Regions from separate parts of the Sus scrofa genome. Here all the other regions are linked to region 3. Evidence: chromatin contacts called from public HiChIP or PLAC-seq data. All regions are on one chromosome and are shown on one strand. Each heading gives the region's core, a stretch centred on a gene start, on an enhancer-like site or on the middle of the called end of the contact. The rest is flanking DNA. Distances are from core to core; before and after follow the strand shown.

Region 1 (3,475 bases), core at 131-2,630, 640 kb before region 3:
ATTCTGACTTCTTCCCCAGTGCTGGCTTGGCTGCTCCTCCCCGTGTCTTCCCTTAGCTCTCTGTACTTCCACGTTGTGTCCTAACACATGTTACATAGGTCAATGTACATGCCAAGATCTGTAAATACATACATAATACATACTTCATGTGCCATGTGTCGTATGCCTTGCAAATGCCAACATCATCCAAATGCCGGGCATGGCTACCATTATTATTAACATGACAACCTCACCAGCATGAAGAGCAACAACAGACTATAACCATACATCCAATCAGCTATAAGGGAAACGTGGTTAATAAAGCTCAGGCTTGCCAAAGTTTCCTCTCCTCTATTTGGAGGTTTCTGGAAAGGTTCAGAGTTGGTCCTTCTGAGAAACCCAATCCCTTTATTTCTGAGCAAAACAAGAATACATGAAACCTGTTCACAGATCTTCAGTGGTCTGACTGAACAGGAAAGGCGCCAAGCAACTGTGTCATCCAACCAAACGGTCCCCAAATTTGGGATGGAGGGAGGCTGCCAAGTATCGTTTGCAATGTCCTGAATTATTCGCAAAGGATTTAAGACTCCTTAAACTTTCATCTTTATCATTCTTCATTCATCATCATTCTGTCATCCATATATGATCACAACAGAAATGTCATTCATATGTTTCTCATCTACTTACCTCAATGCACCCAAAGTTAATTGCAAGAGAGACCGAACCCCCAAAAAAACTTTGAGGTTCTCCTCAAGTTCCCCCTGATTTTCTTTCCCCTGTGGACAAGAAACCACACGTGGCCTTTCCTAAACCAATGCCTGACTGGCTCCAGGGAGCTCAGACTGGCTTCGGCTTTGGAAGCTCTGAGAGCTGTCTGACCCCAAAGATGTAAAATCATGTCTTATATCTTTTTCACAGTCCCAACAATCTGTGGTGGGTGAACATTTACTAGTTTCTTCTGTGGTGGGGGAGGGGTAGGCGGGGTGGAGGGGAAGGAGCTTCGGGGGGGGGGGTGCCCAGTCTACACAGTAGCTAATCATCAGAGGGATTCTTAGCTCTGTTGCTCTGATGTCACATAGCAAATTGGACCCTTAAAGTCAGAACCATATTTTCTATTTCTGTCACATCCCTCATGCGTGAGCCAAGCACTAACTATCAAGTGGTTCTCAAATATGGCCCAATCAATGCTCTTTTGATTCTAAACTGGCTGTTAGGAAAAGCAGCTCTGGCCTATAGAATTTAGGGTTCCTTTGAAAAGATGCCTGGGAGCAGCCTCACAGTCAAGGCTGATGAGCAGGGACAGAGGAGAATGACATAGCTTTTTCCCCTGTGACAAGACCTTGGCACCTATGACACAGTGCTTCCATTGGCCATGCTCTGATTTTGACTTCTGGGTTGCTGGGGACAGGTTCTCTCCCTGCCCTGCTCCTGTTTAGTTTCTGTGTTTCCCTTATTAAGACCAGAGTCTGGCCTGAGTTATTGTCTCAACAATGTGACCACTGACTTTTGATTTTCTGGTTCGACTCTCAATTTTCTGTCTCAACTTGCTGTGTGACCTTGGCCCTTGGGGTGTTCATCTGAAAAATGGGGCAAACAGGACCTCTTTTCACAGACTTGTAAAGATTAAATGTGACACAGTCTATTATAGGCATTGGTACAGTGCCTGGTACATTCAGTGACTCAGGGAAACGTAGCCTGTATTAATATCATCACCTCCATACTGGCCAAAGTGTACTTCTTATTTATGGATTGGTGTACACAGGGGTGTTTAATTTTAAAAAGTACGATCTGATACCATCTTGACTAGAATGCTAAAGTAGGGTACAGATGTTGTACTGACTCTAGAGAAGAGAAAGCGAGATAAGAAACTATCACCTGGATTCATTTCTACTGGGAAGATCTGTCACTGGGATTAAACACAATTGAGGCTTTACCTTGTTAACAGCTTATTATATAAAGGCAAAGAGAATGTAGGCTGTTTTATTTATTTATTTTGTCTTTTCTAGGGTCACACTTGCATCATATGGAGGTTCCCAGGCTAGGGGTCTAATCGGAGCTATAGCCGCTGGCCTACACCACAGCCACGGCAACTTGGGATCTGAGCCGTGTCTGAGACCTACACCACAGCTCACAGCAATGCCAGATCGCTTAACCCACTGAGTGAGGCCAGGGATTGAACCCACAACCTCATGGTTCCTAGTCAGATTTGTTACAGCACCACGATGGGAACTCCATAGGCTGTTTTATAATGGGGCCTCTTTCAATAAAAGTCACAATTTCTGTGCATGTGCATCCATTGTTGCCTTTTGCAAGCACTCCCCAAAGACCCCACTCCTGCTAATCAGGTTTAGTTCAAGGGAATTTGGGCCATGTCCATACAAGACTAAACCTAAAGAATCCTGATCCTGGAGTTCCGGGAGCTGTAATGTAGGTCGCAGATGAGCTGTGGTGTAGGTCGCAGACTCGGCTTGGATCCTGAGTTGCTGTGCTCTGGCATAAGCCTGTGTGGCTACAGCTCCAATTAGACCCCTAGCCTGGGAACCTCCATATGCTGCGCATGCAGCCCTGGAAAAATACAAAAAGAGCAAAAAAAAAAAAAAAAAAAAAAAAAATCCTGATCTGCAGAACTCTCTCTCTCCATTTTTGGCCTCACAAAAGAAGAGACGGCTAACCTGGCTGGGCAAACAGAACTAGAAACTACCTATAGCTACATGGATGGCTCCCCCAGTGAGCGACTGCAGAACTGTTATAAACTGAGAAGCGTTTGTTGAATATCAGCCGAGGGGCATAGGATGAAGGAGGTTATCTCTTACATTTTCTCTACAACAATGGAGACTGTAGAGAGTGATGGTTGGATGAAGGAGGTCAGGAGAAGGGAGATGGGGAGTCGGGGTGTGAAACCTACCCTTGCTTGGCTACCTACTATGTCACAGGGGCAGTGCCCAGGTGGCACATGGGGCAGCATGGCCACAGCAGACAGGTGATCATGACCCTCCGTGCTGCCATTTCTGGATGAGGCATGCAGGGTGCTGCAGAGCCACCACCGTCACATGAAGTGACATGACCTAAAGCCTCTCTGTCCTCCCACAGGGAGCAGGGGCCCCTGAACACACATTCCCCCCACCCAAGGTGCTGGGCAAGCCAGTGTCGGACTTGCTTTTGATGGGAAAGAGAACTGAGCTTCAGAGATATTAACTCAAGTTTCCAGCCTCCAAACAAGACAGAACCAGGATTTAGACTCAAATCAGAGCCAAGAATCCGTATCTTTTCTGAGACACTTTCAGAGGAAATAAAAAAGAGGTTGTGTAAAGGAGAGACAGGCAGGGAGCACCCTTTTCAACGTCTGGTCTGGAATCAGCCCAGCTCCTCCTAGACCTCAAGTGGAATATGTCCTTTGCAAATTCAACAGACATGACGGGATATTACTATACTGGGTGGGAGCAGAAGAGAAGGAGAGAGAGAGCCCACACACTCCAGCGCTATCTTTTCTTCTTCA
Region 2 (3,787 bases), core at 873-3,372, 570 kb before region 3:
CGAATCTGTCTCAGCATCAGCTTCCAGAGAACCCAACCTAGGGCAAGTGAGCCCAGCTTTCTCCTCAATCCAATAGTCTAGTAATGAAAATAAATATGCACAAAGATTAACACTCTTGGAGTTCCTGCTATGGCTCAGTGAGTTAAGAATCTAAGTATCCATGAGGATGTCGGTTTGATCCCTGGCCTTGCTCAGTGAGTTAAGGATCTGGCTTCGCGTAGGTTGCAGATGTGGCCTGGATCCCAAGCTGCTGTGGCTGTGGTGTGGGGCAGCTGGAAACAGCTTGGCATAAGAGAGGAGGATAGAAATAAGAGGAAATCTCTGAGAAATCACCCCAGATCACAACCGATCTGCCCGAGGGGCACTGAGGGGACCAGAGGAGCTGTCAGAAGCAGGCTTTTCCAGAAATAATCCTCCTTCCGCTCTTCTTTCACCCTAACATTCAATGAATCACAGCATCGGTTTTCCCAGACTTCATCAGAACTTCACAGCCTCTGCATTTGCGGTCTCTTCATTTCTTCATTCAACCATTCAGCGAACATTTCAAGACAATGGTTATGATGAAGGCCCCAGATATTTTCCATTGCCCTGTGCCTAGATCTGGGTGCTGGGGAATGAGTGAAAGACGAGCCTCCGATCTCAGAAGGCTTGCACAGCAGTCTGTGCAAACCAAGGCCCTCAAGACTGTAGATAAAAGCTCTGAAGGTGGAATGTGCGTGGTGGTCTCAGAGCACTGGCGAGGGCAGGAAATCAAGAGGAAGGTGACATCCGAGCTTGGTCTGGAAAGACAGGTGGCCGATTGCTGGTTTCAGTGCTTGGGGAAACGGATGCCATTAGAGTGAAAGTGGGTTCACTGCAGGGAGTCCCGATGAGCACAGAGGGTGTGAGGCATTCGGTATGTTGGCAAAAAAGGGCACCAGGTAGGCAAGGGGACCTGTGGCCACCTGGACAAGAGCAGGGGACCTCAGGCAGGGCCAACTAAGGCAGTGTGGCCCCAATGACCAACAGCTCTGAGCTCCCTGATTTATCATTTAAGAAGATAAACCTGCAGTGTAGAGAAAGGCGAGAACAGGAAATCATTTTCATCTTTAAAACAATCAAGCCAACTAAAAAAGCAGGCTGCCAAACAGTAGCAGAGAAGACTTCTTTTAAAAAACAACCACAGAGATGTAGATGGATTTATTTGTAAAAATCCCTTCCTAAGGAAGCAATACAGAGAAGAGGTTTTCCCTGGAGAGAGAAAATACGTGTTTTTCATTTTTTTTTTAATTAACCTATACCTTCTAATTGCTCTACTTTGAACGTAGTTTTTCTGTAATATTTCCAAAGGTATTTGCCCCCTTAACTCTATGCAGGGTGAACAAATTAGAGCACATGTATTCAGCAGAAAACACTTCACAGCCGTTAACATGAACGAGGAAGAATTAAAAGTATGGATGTGGAAGGGAGTCCAGGATAAGTTAAGGGAAAGTGGCAAGCTGCAGAATAGCAATTGGAGTAAGATCCCATTTGTGACTTGTATTAAACGGTACCGAAATTAAGCACATACACTCCCAGAAAAATCCTAGAAAAAATATGCAGAATATTGTTACAGTGGAGACTCGGGTCCAGGGAAGGGCTGTCATTTGGGCTTCTTCTGTACCCTGGCCTTGTATGTCTTTCATGATCGAGACAAGCTAGTTAAAATAAACGCACAGTTCCACTAGGGAGAACACTGCACACCTTTTTTAAACCCTGTTCCTCAGCCTGAAGGCAGGAGAGAGGCCCGAGGCCCGTTCACGTATTTCCTTGCTCTGGCTGTGGCCTCTGTTCCTGTGAACACAAGCTCACCTTGGGGTGTAAAAAAGCAACCGCTCTGAGGGCTGCTGGGCTCATGGCCACTGATTCCCATTCCGATGGGCAGAGTCGGTGTGAGGGTCACACGCTGGGGCCTACAATTAGCCGGTGGTTGCCGTCTCTCTTCATAGGCGGGGGCTACTATTACACCAAATCCTCCCCTACCAGTTTTTCAATTATCTATGACTAATGAGCACTTTGGGAACAGTTTCAGACACACACATAATCCTCTTGCCTGACGTCAGCAGCAGAAATTAATGACTGTGTGGATTGCTGGGAGACAGAAAATGCATTATAATGGTCAACAGAACTGTTATCCTCTCCAGGAAGGGGGAGGTGGGGGCAGGGTGTTGTATTAACTGGAAGGTTCAGTGTTCCTTTGTATTCCTACAAACAGGAGATGAAACCCAGCGGGGAGAGCTGGCTCAGAGCCCATGGAAATGTCAGCGAGAGGTTTGGGCGTGGGTGGTATGCGACCCTGGTCCCTCTGTGCTTGGCACCGGACCCCCAGTCCCCGCTCATTTTTGCCAAGGTCAACAGGTCAGCTGGATCGGCCGGGACAGTGCTAAGTGACATCCTGCCCTGCCTGCAGAGTCCTTTCGGACTGAATGGACTTTCAATTTGGTGTAGGGAAGGGAGAACAAAAACAAGAACGGGCAACTCTCAAACAATAGGCTGGAGGTAATTTCAAATGACTGTGGTACTTTGCATGAGTTTGCTGTTTTACACAGGCATACTATGTCCTGGCGTAGCTTCAAAGATTGTTAAGACCTGGTCCAATTCTTGTAGAGCCCCAACGTTATGTGAACCATGAGCCCTCAATGGAAAAAATAAATAAATAAATAAAACAAACCAAAAAACAAATAAACAAAAAACCCACAAAAAATAGTGCCATTGTGTGTGCATGATGGCCAGCAGACTGCCTCCTGATTTATTATTAATATTTTTTTTAATTATTTTTGCTTTTTAGGGTAGCACCCACAATATATGGATGCTCCCAGGCTAGGGGTAGAATTGGAGCTACAGCTGCCAGCCTACACCACAGCTCACAGCAACACCAGATCCTTAACCCACTGAGCAAAGACAGGGATCGAACCCACTTTGTCAAGGATACTAGTCGGGTTTGTTACCACTGAGCCACAGCAGGAACTCCGACTGGCTACTGATTTAAAAGAACTGTCAGAGTCAGGGGCTTGACCTGTACCTAGCACCTAAATCCCTCTATAGAGATCTCACCTGGGCAGGTTGGCTTAGGGAGTTTTCTAGACCTGGAACCACGACTGACACAAGACTAAATGAAAAACATTCCAGCAATTCTTACTCCTGAATGGAAGGTACCCAAGGCCCAGAACAATTCACTCAGTCCAAGAAAGTAATGAAAAACTCCAACCTGACATGTTCAGCCACCTGTTGAAAGACATCTGCTGAAACATTAAGCATTCATTTCCCTCTTAAAACCAGAATCATTTTCACTAGGAATTCAATTCCATTTTATTAAATTCTATTTTAAATTATTGATTAAATATTTTTACTAACTTTGTAAAAAATTTTATTGCAATATAGCTGATTAAATAATTTTCTGATGATATCCTCATCAATTGTAATTCATTAAGGAAATGTTCACTAAGTACCTACTATGTACCAAGCACTGCTGTCCTGCTGAAAATGCATTAAAGAACAAGATAGATAAGAGTCCCTGCCCTTATAGGCTTATTCTCAGTAGACACTATTCCCAACCAGTGCCTTTTCTGAATTACATCTTGTAACTATTACAGTCTTATAAGTTCTTCTGTGATTTGGACTGTCTTTTATGTATTATGCAGTATATGTAAGTTCTGGGGACAGGGGTCAAATCAGAGCTGCAGACCTACACCACAGTCACGGCATCATCAAACCCAAGCAGCATCTGTTACCTATGCCACAACCTGTGGTGACCTCAGATCCTTAAGCC
Region 3 (3,741 bases), core at 758-3,257:
ATCTGGCATTACCATAGCTGCAGTGTAGGTTGCAACTGTGGTTCAGATCTGATCCCTGACCTGGGAACTCCATATGCCACGGGGCTGCTAAACAAAAAAAAAAAAAAAAAAAAAAAAAAAAGCAAGGAGTTCCTGTCATGTTTCAGCGGGTGATAAACTTGACTAGTCTCCTTGAGGTTGCAAGTTCAATCCCTGGCCTAGCTCATTGGGTTAAGGATCCTGCATTTCTGCAAGCCAGGGTAACTTCCATATGCTGCAGGTGTGGCCCTGGAAAAAAAAAAAAAAAAAGCCTGCACAGGGTATGTATTAGGTAAATAACTCTTGGTTCCCTTCCCCAACTGTCTCCAAACCTGGACTCTGAATGCCTGGAACAGCTGTTCAGATGCCACATTTTGCTCCCAGTGACTAATGTCCCTTAAGCCAAGGTTAGAAAGCTGACTCCAGAACTAAGCTTACATTTGAGCGCTGAATTAGGAGGAGGGAATGTGGCTGACTGGGTTATTTAATTAATAAGGCAATTTTTAAAAGGGGGCAGTTTCAAATCAACACACATGCCAAGGAAACTGAAAAGCAAGAGCTAACCCACAATTTCATATGTGGTTCCATTCATCATTGGAAGGGTCCCTTATGTGGAGTCATGAATAACAGGATCATCCAAACCCAAGTTAATGTTTTACAAACTATAACAGCAGCCAACCAAATTGCTTCTGGACCAGATTAACCATAATCAGTGTGCACCAGTGTAACGATGCTTGAGTTTCTTCTTGCTGTATGACAATATCGTTGAAGAAAGTCATTATTCAAAATTTTCCAGTGATTGTCTATTTACTAAGCCAAAGGTTACGAAAGGGAAAAAAAAGCTATTTTCATTTTGTACCTAGAATCGCATCACACACCCACATGCATCCCCCCAAACCTCCTTCTTTTTGCGAGATTTGGAAGGGACTGAAATAAGGGTGCCCGGGGCCCTGGGAGCTGGGGCTGTCGATGGCTCACCCAGCAAGCACTTGGCAGTTCAGTTAAGAGAGGAAATCGGAGAGGGCAGGGAGGGGGCCCAGCCAGACCTAAAGGGATGAGCTGCACAGTGGGGGAGGGAGAAGGGCAGGAGTCTTATTAGCAAAAGCAGCTGCCCGCCAAGTAGGGCAGGTGTCTGACTTTCTGAAGAAAAGAGAGAATTGCGGCTGTTTTAACCTCAGGCCTTTAAGGATCCAGAAGAAAGTGGGGGATGGGGAGGAAGAGCACACCCCGCTCTATTCCCTCAACTCCTTGCATCGTCCACCTTCATCTTCCTTGACCTCACACCTCCCTGTCCATCCTAGAGCCACATCGGACACCTGTTCCAAGAACACTTTCCTGATCTTTACAACTCAGAGAAGAATCTCTTCTCTCCCAAGTGCCTGTGGAACTCTGTGTACCCTTTTAAGTCTTCTCAGGGTTCTTTAATTACTCTGCCAAACTCCTGCATTCTTTTTCTTCTCTTCTCTTTCTCTTTTTTAATAGCTTTATGGAGGTATCATTGAGTGCAATAAGCTGTGTGAATTGAAGCACACAATTCACTACCTACACACCTGTGAACCCATCACCCCCACCTCCAAGTGTCCTCCTGTCCCCTTGCATTCTCCCCTCCTCCCTCCCTTCTCCAACCACGGCCCATCTGCTTTCTAACCCTGTACATCAGCCTGCGTTTTCTAGAGTTCTAGATGCAGGAAATGATAGAGTATGACCGTTTTTGGACTGGCTTCATTCACTGAATTATGTTGAAATCCACCCATTTGGCACTCACTCCTCCTGGGAATGTGGGTTCCCGGTGGTGGTGGGGCGGTAGGGGGGCGGGTCGGGGCACAGATGCTGGGCACAAAGGAAGACCACAATGGAGGACACTGGTGTGATGGGCAGACCTCTGGATTTGGTGCCCGAACAGATGTGGATCTCAGCCCAGACTCGACCGCTGCCAGCTGTGTAGCCAGGAGGAAGTCATTCAGGGTCCAAGCCTCAGTTTCCTCATTTAGAAGTTGGGGGCAGTGATCTAGTCCCTTCTCTCAGCAGAGCCCTGTGAGACACCACTGAGCCAAGAGATAAAGTGCTCTGTAAACTGTGAAAGGTCAGTCCTGGGCAAGGGATTAGGCCTGGATCAAGGCAGAAGCACACTGGGAATGCCCCAGCTCCCAGGGCTATTTAAAGGCTGCCTTGAATCCAGGGATTGGCAACTCCTCACAGAAATGGCCAATAAGAGCTAGGCCTGGTGGCCTTTAATCCCGGCCCAGTCACCAAAATGTCAAGGATTCTTTTCCAGCGACCCTCCTCCCTCCTCTGCTGGGGTTGTGCTTATTTACAAGGTCTCCTGCCCTGCGGGGAGCCGCATGTGACCTGAGGATTCCTCCTCTGGCCTGGAGCTGGCTGATAAGGGCGGCCCATCTGCTGGGGGCTCGGAGAACCACAGGAACAGGAACTGGGAGGAGGCGGGGAGGAGAGGGGAGCCCGCCAGGCCCCCCTGCCGCTTCCTTTGGCCGGGATTGACATAGAGGGGACAAGGCTGGAGGGAGAGAAGGAAATGGTTGTCTCCTGTTTAAAACCGACTTGACCTATAAAATCACACCAGATTTGAAGAGACTTTCCATCTCCTTTCATGAACTGGGTTTCTTTGCTGTTGATTTAGTAAAGAGAGGTGAGGTGAACCAGAAAGACCCAGAGAAGGAAACTCAAGGTTTAATACTGTCATTTCTTTTTTTCCTTTTTTTTAAATGATTTTTAAATTGCAATATAGTTGATTCACAATGTTGTTTTAGTTTCAAGTGTCCAGAAAAGTGATTCGGTTATAAACGTGTGTGTGTGTACACATATTTTTTCAGACTCTTTTCAGAATCTTTTCTCAGATTCTTTCCCCTCATAGGATATTACAAACCTATAAGGTCCTTGTTAGTTATCTATTTTATATATAGTAGTGTTAATCTCAAACCGCTCTTTTATCTCTCCCAGCACCGTCATTTCTTGTGTGAGCTTAGCTTTAGTTAAGCCACTCAGGCTTTAGCTAATTAGAGCTGCCAATTTTTGAATACCTACTATGCCTCAGGCATGACGCTGAATTTTCTATATACTTTTTCAGTGTAACCCTCAAAGCTACACTGAGGTGAATAGTCTTCCTCTCATTTTACAGTTACTGAAGTGAAATAGCATGTCAAAGGTCATCTAGGACTTGAGCCAGAAATTTAACTCAGTCCTGTTTGATAACACAACCTGTGGTTTTGTTTTGGTTTTTGTTTTGTTTTGTTTTGTTTTTTGTTTTTCTGTTCAGTTGGTTGTTTTTTCATTGTTGGTTTTGTTTTGTTTTGTTTTTTAATTTATTTTAGTGTCTTTTTAGGGCCACACCCATGGCATATGGAAGTTCCCAGGCTAGGGGTTGAATCAGAGCTACAGTTGGCGGCCTACGCCACAGCCACAGCAACGCTGGATCTGAGACGCATCTTCGACCTACACCACAGCTCATGGCAATGCTGGATCCTTAACCCACTGAGCAAGGCCAAGGATTGAGCGAATCCTCTTTCCATGCATACTAGTCAGGTTCATTACCACTGAGCCACAATGGGAGCTCCCGAATCTATTTATTTATTTATTTTAATTTTTTTAAGAACTTGAGGCCAGCAATTCTTAAGGAATGAACTTAATAATAAATTATTTCCTGGTCATGTTCTGTGACCAATTTAATATGGGGAATGCTGACTACAGTGTCCCTGTCATAAAGAC

Evidence for each region. HiChIP or PLAC-seq counts read pairs in DNA pulled down with a chosen protein or histone mark.
Region 1: an H3K27ac HiChIP or PLAC-seq map of skeletal muscle shows a contact between it and region 3. The contact joins two enhancer-like sites. A contact is called at or near these places in 2 of 47 Hi-C or Micro-C datasets (both in skeletal muscle) and 2 of 2 datasets of contacts at active chromatin or transcription factors (alveolar macrophages and skeletal muscle).
Region 2: a contact with region 3 is called in an H3K27ac HiChIP or PLAC-seq map of skeletal muscle, with 5 times the contacts expected there. The contact joins two enhancer-like sites. A contact is called at or near these places in 2 of 47 Hi-C or Micro-C datasets (mesenteric adipose tissue and retroperitoneal adipose tissue) and 1 of 2 datasets of contacts at active chromatin or transcription factors (skeletal muscle).

The regions. Positions count from the first base shown.
Region 1 is chr6:152,923,706-152,927,180 of Sscrofa11.1, forward strand. The region is part of intron 8 of FGGY (FGGY carbohydrate kinase domain-containing protein); the gene reads right to left. Among named protein-coding and RNA genes, the nearest start is that of HOOK1, 220 kb to the left of the region's middle. Within about 2 kb of position 1,381, at least 3 of the 83 cell types and tissues checked have an H3K27ac peak or open chromatin away from gene starts, as enhancers often do. A contact at or near this core is called in skeletal muscle, where this site is marked.
Region 2 is chr6:152,996,914-153,000,700 of Sscrofa11.1, forward strand. The region is part of intron 6 of FGGY (FGGY carbohydrate kinase domain-containing protein); the gene reads right to left. Among named protein-coding and RNA genes, the nearest start is that of FGGY, 210 kb to the right of the region's middle. Within about 2 kb of position 2,123, at least 23 of the 83 cell types and tissues checked have an H3K27ac peak or open chromatin away from gene starts, as enhancers often do. A contact at or near this core is called in retroperitoneal adipose tissue and skeletal muscle, where this site is marked.
Region 3 is chr6:153,565,449-153,569,189 of Sscrofa11.1, forward strand. No RefSeq gene overlaps it. Among named protein-coding and RNA genes, the nearest start is that of JUN, 120 kb to the right of the region's middle. Within about 2 kb of position 2,008, at least 39 of the 83 cell types and tissues checked have an H3K27ac peak or open chromatin away from gene starts, as enhancers often do. A contact at or near this core is called in retroperitoneal adipose tissue and skeletal muscle, where this site is marked.